Linked DNA regions of Pan troglodytes: region 2 is linked to region 1. The links are chromatin contacts, called in public Hi-C maps. All regions are on one chromosome and are shown on one strand. Each heading gives the region's core, a stretch centred on a gene start, on an enhancer-like site or on the middle of the called end of the contact. The rest is flanking DNA. Distances are from core to core; before and after follow the strand shown. Region 1 holds the start of TMTC2 (transmembrane O-mannosyltransferase targeting cadherins 2). Region 2 overlaps TMTC2 (transmembrane O-mannosyltransferase targeting cadherins 2).

Region 1 (3,430 bases), core at 650-3,149:
AAAGTAAATCTGTGCTCACTTTTTGGATGGTTTAATTTCAATGGAGCATGAAACACCCCAGGACGGTTAATAAGTTTAGCCAGGCGTGCTGTTATCCCTAATATATTTTAATTATGCATCTGTTTCAATTGTAATCAGATTAAGACACCGGAAGGACACAAATTGGAATTTTCCCTAATGGATATAGGGGCTTTTCATGACTTTCTGAACACTAATAACGTTTAAAAGATAGGTAGAGACACCAACACAACGGTGACATTTTCCAGAAATCGATGCAGTTTCTTTGACAACACAGTTCAGGTCTCATTAGCCACCCAAACTAACCTAAGTGCAGAAGACAACTTCAGTCTCTAGGGGCGTCTTCTTCTCCAATTAGTACAAAAGAACCACTAACGTCTAATGTACAACTCCCAAACAGAAATGAGAAAGCCGAGGCTTTTATAAAGTGCTGCCCAATGGATTGGTGAAGGAGGCTAGGGCGGCGGGAGAGACCATCAGCAGCATTATTTTGGCTCAAAGTAAAAGTCTATACACGTTAAAAGGGAAAGTTAAAGCAGAGAACGATCTCCCTTTTCACAATTTTGGCAACTATCAAACGTGTGTTTTAACTTCGGGAAATAAAAATGTCCCATCAATAAAAGGAAACGGGACAGGGAGGATCTATCAGGGATCGAGGAGAGGCTTCCTCCCAACCAGACGTAAAATCACTTAATGTGCTTTGTTGCATCAAGGAATACCTAAGACTTTAATTTAATACGTTCATTAAACAGTTTCCCAAATTGCCGGGATTTCCGCTAAGAAACTCAAGCGTCTGCCAACAGCCGAGAAGCAAGGGAGAGAACCTGCTGCAAACTAGGAGCGGAAACTCCCTCGGCCCGCCCAGCGCGCCTCACGTCCCCGGTGTTTGATTTAGGTGTTAATGTTTACGTGTCGCCTAAACCATCAGGTGCTGAACCAGTTCGTCCAAGACGCACTTTGAGCCTTAAAGAGGGAAGCTTCAGAGCCACCGCGGAGTGTGCCCCCTGCAGCCCGTCGCCCCCTCCTCTCGGCCCCTTACCTGTCATCATAGCAGAAATCCGCACTCAGGGTGTTGAGATACAAGGCGAGCCCCAGAGCGCTGCTCACCAACTCTGCAATCATCTCTCCACCGCCTTCCCTCCGGCTCGGCTCCCAGCGCGAGGGCAGCAGCGGCAACAAAAAACAGAAGCATCAATCTCCACCTTCCGCCGCCTTCTCCTCCCAGCTTCACTTTTCCCTCGCTTCCCCACCCTCCCTCCCTCGGGTCCTTCCAATCCACGACTCCTCTCCTCCTCCTCGCGCCCGGCTCCGCAGCTCCTGCGTCCTCCCCGGGTGCGGGCTCACACCACACTCCCCATGCCCGGCGCCCGCAAGCGGTGAGCGGCGTTTGGGCTCCGCGTCCCCCGGCGGAAGCGCAGGGCTGGTCTTTCGCGCGGGTCGCGATCCCCACCCTAACCCATGGCAGTTTGGGGCGTCCTAGGTGAGGAGTGGGACTCGGAGGAGGTTGAAGGGTGCGGGATGGGGGCAGAGGGACCGGACTAAGCCGGGCTCTGGGACCAGCTGGAGGAAGAGAGAGAAAGAGGCGCGGGTGGGAGGGACAAGGCGAACCGCCTCCCCTCGCCGCCTCCCGGGCGCACTGCTCCGGTGTCGCTCGGGCGGACTCCGGCCGCCAAGGCGGCTGCTGCACATTCAATGTTTATTAGCTCCCTCCCGGCCCCAGCCCCAGCCCCAGCTCCCTTCTCCAATGAAGTGAGAAGCGGTGGCTGGAGACTCCAGAAGCTCCCGCGCGGGGTTCTCGACGCGGCCCCCCGCGCCTGCGTGACCAACCCTCCATCCCGGCTTGGCCCAGCCCCTTTCTCCACCCAGATCCTCCCGGAAGGCTCCTCCTACCCTGCCCCTCGGGCTGGAGGCTCCTCCCACCCTCCCCGGCCTGGAGGCTCCTCCTACCAGCCTCCTGTCCTCTTGTTTCTTTCACCTTCGATTTCACTCTGGAAAGCCCCCGGGACCCAAGGGCGACGGCTGGAAGACAGCCCAAAGGAGTAGATTCAGTGCGCCCTGGGAGGGGAAGCTGGGAGAAAGGAGGCCGAGGAGGAGGTGGTCGGTCGCCCCGCTGCTGCCTGGCAGCGCCTGGCACGGCTGAATCTCAGCCACAGCGCTGTGTGTGCCAAGAGCTGCCAGGCGTAAGTCCGGTCAGCTGGAGAGACTTCTGAGACCGGGAGAGGAAGAACAGGTTTGGCGACTGCTGCAGCTTCGGTTGTCACAAACTCACTGGCGATCTCTCACGCACACTGTGTGTGAGACTAAATGGGGCGGGAGGAGGTAGTATTGGAGAGCTTGGAGGCAACTTAGGAAGGAGAGATTTCAGCTCTTAGCCTACGGTTGGCCACAATGTCAATGGAAAGACGTGTGGGGAGAGAAACGTTTCCTCCTTCAGTAAGGTTAAAAAGAAAGGACCCCAAAAAGGGAAAGAAAGACACACACACACCCCGCAGCAACTGCCCGGGGACCCCTTCGTGGTTTCAGAGGGACTGTCGGGTTGACCCTGAGAACACAGGAGAGAAACCTCTAGTGCAAGCCGGTACAGCATTATACTTAAACCTAGTAAGGCGGTAAGCTAATGCCCTTTCCTTTCCGCTCGGAGGCAGGACTGGATGGAAAGCATCCAACATGGTGAAATATGGTGTAGAATGGTCTGTGTAGAACAAGCTCTGGGTACTAAAGTTGCAAGACCAAAGAGGACCCAGGGCTGCCTGACACGCCTCCTCCCGGCTTGTTGGCTTTCTGGCCAGGACAGTGGCTCCGGTGCACCGCGATGTACACTACTGCAGCGCCCCCTGCTGCATAGTAACCACAAGGTATGGAAGACAGGTCTGTTTTCCATGCGGGCCGACTGGTTCCAACCAAGAGCAGCACCTAACCAGCAAGCTCTCCGAAACTGTGGCAAGAAATTGAGCCCCCTGGGTGTCTAGCAGTGGCCTGGAAAGAAAATACCGTGGTCTGGGCTTCTGTAGAACAAAGCTACATATTTCCCTGATTTCACAAGGAAATCTGAGAAATCTGTATTGGATACACACAGATAAAATGATGAATATTTATTAATATTATACCTGTTATGCCATCCACAGTAGCACATTTTTTGTGCCCTGGACAAATATATGTAAACAAAAATAAAAGGAATTATGTCTTTACATGTAGGGACTGATCTTTTACCCTTTTCCTCCATAACCTTTGCTCACTTGAAAATTTCGAAAATCATATCAGTTAGTCCATCCTGATGCTCTGTGTCTCTCCAATGCACTTACATGCTGAGATATATATAGTATATATAAAATATGTATATGGTGTCCTAGAACACTGAAGGAAGAACACATACTGTGGGATCAGATGTTTAAGTTTGAGTGCATACTCTGCT
Region 2 (3,002 bases), core at 356-2,855, 310 kb before region 1:
ATAAAAAGTATCCTAAGAAGAGGTGGGAAAAGAGGGCCAATTAGACACACCCAGGAAGAGCCTCTCCAAGCGAGTGAGACCAAAATATGGAGCAAATCAACATACTTCAAGACAGATCTTTTGGGAGAAAACACTGAGAGTTGACAGAGAGGCAACGCAGGCACCAAGGCTAAAGAGAGAGGAAACTAAGAGCACTGCATGGGATGGCCGACCTATAGGAAGGACTCCTTGGCCCTGAATGGCTCCTAAGGAAGTGGTAAGTGAGGAACCTGTAGAGAAACCCACACTAACCATGGACTTCTGGGATCCTGGCTGCACAAGATGCCACCACCCCTACAGACAGTTGAGCTGGTAGGGGGGACTGCCCAGAGAGTAGACAGAGACCAAACTTGAGCATGTGTAAAGCCCAGGGGGTTTTTGCATGGGGACAGCTGCAACAAAATATGGTAATAGGCATCGATATCCAAGGGTTCTCCATGCTCCTCTGCATGGCTCTTAACTTTGCTGACTGGACTGGGAGAGAACAGGGCTGTCTTTCCTAAGATATCAAGGTGTGTCAGATCTGCACATCTGCCTGTGCACTGACCCCTCCTGGGGTTCCCTGCTTGGCTGCTTGCACAGGAGCAGGCATACTGCTTTGAGTGCTTTGCTAGTGGCCTGGGAGCAACCCCACCCTGGGGCAATTACCTGCCAAAACCCCCTGCCTCCACCAAGCACAGCTGGTGCTCGATCTCAAAGGGTCAGAGGACAAGGCTGCTGGCCCAGTAGGTCCCAAGTCCCCAGGGTCAGAGCACGTAGATCCAGAATGCAGAGCTGAGATGTGTGGTTGGAGCAGGGTAAGAGCCGTCACTCTCAGAGCATGGGGAAGAGTGAAGCCGGGGTTCAAGGGCACGGCACCAGTGATTGCAGCAGGCTCCCCTAAGGTCCAATAACGTATATGATAAGGGGGTCATCTCTTCTCTCCCATCTCCCCCACCACAGAGCACTACTGCAAAGGTGCTGAATCACAAAAGAGGTGCTAGGCTAGGAGCCAATCTGCCAGCCATTACTCTTTTTTTTTTTTTTTTTTTTTTTTTTGGAGACCAGACTCTCCTTGCGTTTCCCAGGCTGGAGTGTGGTGGCGCAGTCTCGGCTCACTGCATTCTCTGCCTCCTAGGCCCTTTTTTCTTTTCTCTCTCTCCCTTTTTTTTTTTTTTTTTTTTTTAATAAGACGAAGTCTAGCTCTATCGCCCAGGCCGGAGTGCAATGGTGCAATCTGGGCTCACTACAACCTCCGCCTCCCGAGTTCAAGCGATTCTCCTGCCACAGCCTCTGGAGTAGCTGGGATTACAGGCGCACATCACCATACTTGGCTAATCTTTGTATTTTTAGTAGAGACAGTGTTTCACCATATTGGCCACTCGGCTGTTTTTTGTATTTTTAGTAGAGACAGTGTTTTACCATGTTGGCCAGGCTGGTCACGAAGTCCTGACCTCAAGTGATCTGCCCTCCTCAGCTTCCCAAATTGATCTGCCTGCCTTGGCCTCCCAAAGTGCTGGAATTACAGGCGTGAGCCACCACTCCCTGCTTCGCGCCTGCCAACCATGACTCTTAAGCACCATCTACTGGATTGGAACTTGAATTACACCGCCCTACCCCTACTCAAAAAAAAAAAAAAAAAAATTTCGGCCAGTATACACTGCCTGTGAAACAAAATGCAGGAATCTTTCCACAAATAAAGATCCCGTGCAGAGCCATGGCCTTCTGTTAGGACCCAGAATTGAAGCCAAATGAATAGATACATATCTCACAGTCAAACCCTTAAGATAAATAAAGAATATAAAAATAAAAAGTCCCACCCAAATGACAGCAAATTCTAAAACAGATAAAGGAACACCAGCCCTCTCAGATGAGAAAGAATCAGCACAAGAACTCTGGCAATTCAAAAAGTCTAAGTGTCTCCTTACCTCCAAATGATCTCACTAGTTTCCCAGAAATGCTTCTTAGCCAGATTGACATGGCTGAAATGACAGATGTACAATTTAGAAATTTGGATGGCAAGGAAACTCAATGAGATCTAGAAGAAAGTCACAACACAATCCAAAGAATCCAGGGAATCCAGTAAAATGATCCAAGAATTGAAAGATGCAACAGCCATTTTAAGAAAGAACTAAACCAAAAAACTGGAAAAGTTCTGGAAGTGAAAAATTCACAAGGAATGTCATAATACGGTTGGAGGCATTAACAACACAACAGGGCAAGCTGAGCAAAGAATCTCAGAGCTCAAAGACTAATTATTTGAATCAATGCAGAAAGACAAAAAAGAGAATAAAGAATAAGAAAAATGATTAAATCTCCAAGAAATATAGGCTTATGTAAAGAGATCAAAACTACAATTCACTGGCATTCCTGAGAGAGAAGGAGAGAGGGTAAGCAACTTGTAAAACATATTTGAGGATATGTAAGAGTTCACGAAAATTTTCCCAATCTTACTAGAGAGGTCAACATGCAAATTCAAGAAAATCAGAGAATTCCTGCAAGATAATATAAAAAATAAGCACTCCCAAGACACAGTCATCAGGTTCTACAAGGTCAATGAAAAAGAAAATATCTTAAAGGCAACTGGACTTGTCAGCAGTAACGTTACAAGCCAGAAGAGATTGGGGACCTATTTTCAGCATCCTTAAAGAAATGAAATTCCAACCAAGAATTTCATGTCCCACCAAACTAAACTTCATAAATTGAGGAGAAATAAAATCCTTCTCAGCCATGTAAATACTAAAGGAATTCATTACCACTAGACCAGCATTAAAAGAGGTCTCTAAGGGAGTACTAAACATGGAGATGGAAGAACAATACCTGTTGCCATAAAAACTCTATTAAGCACATAGCCCACAGACATGATATAACAACTACACAATCAAGTCTACATAAAACAGCTAATAACACAATGATAGGACTAAAATCTCACATATGAATATTAATCCTGAATGTAAATGATCTAAACACCCCCACGTAAGAGG

Evidence for each region. Hi-C and Micro-C count contacts between places; a contact is called where the count stands out from the background.
Region 2: a Hi-C map of induced pluripotent stem cells shows a contact between it and region 1, with 2.2 times the contacts expected there. The contact joins the enhancer-like site here to the promoter of TMTC2 in region 1. A contact is called at or near these places in 2 of 7 Hi-C or Micro-C datasets (induced pluripotent stem cells and stem cell-derived neural progenitor cells) and 1 of 1 datasets of contacts at active chromatin or transcription factors (stem cell-derived excitatory neurons).

The regions. Positions count from the first base shown.
Region 1 is chr10:89,494,102-89,497,531 of NHGRI_mPanTro3-v2.0_pri, reverse strand. TMTC2 (transmembrane O-mannosyltransferase targeting cadherins 2) reads right to left here and starts at 1,899. Exons shown (of 12, transcript XM_016923925.4): 1 at 1,058-1,899. The coding sequence starts at 1,140.
Region 2 is chr10:89,808,199-89,811,200 of NHGRI_mPanTro3-v2.0_pri, reverse strand. All of the region lies in intron 8 of TMTC2 (transmembrane O-mannosyltransferase targeting cadherins 2), which reads right to left. Among named protein-coding and RNA genes, the nearest start is that of TMTC2, 310 kb to the right of the region's middle. Within about 2 kb of position 1,605, at least 1 of the 24 cell types and tissues checked has an H3K27ac peak or open chromatin away from gene starts, as enhancers often do. A contact at or near this core is called in induced pluripotent stem cells, where this site is marked.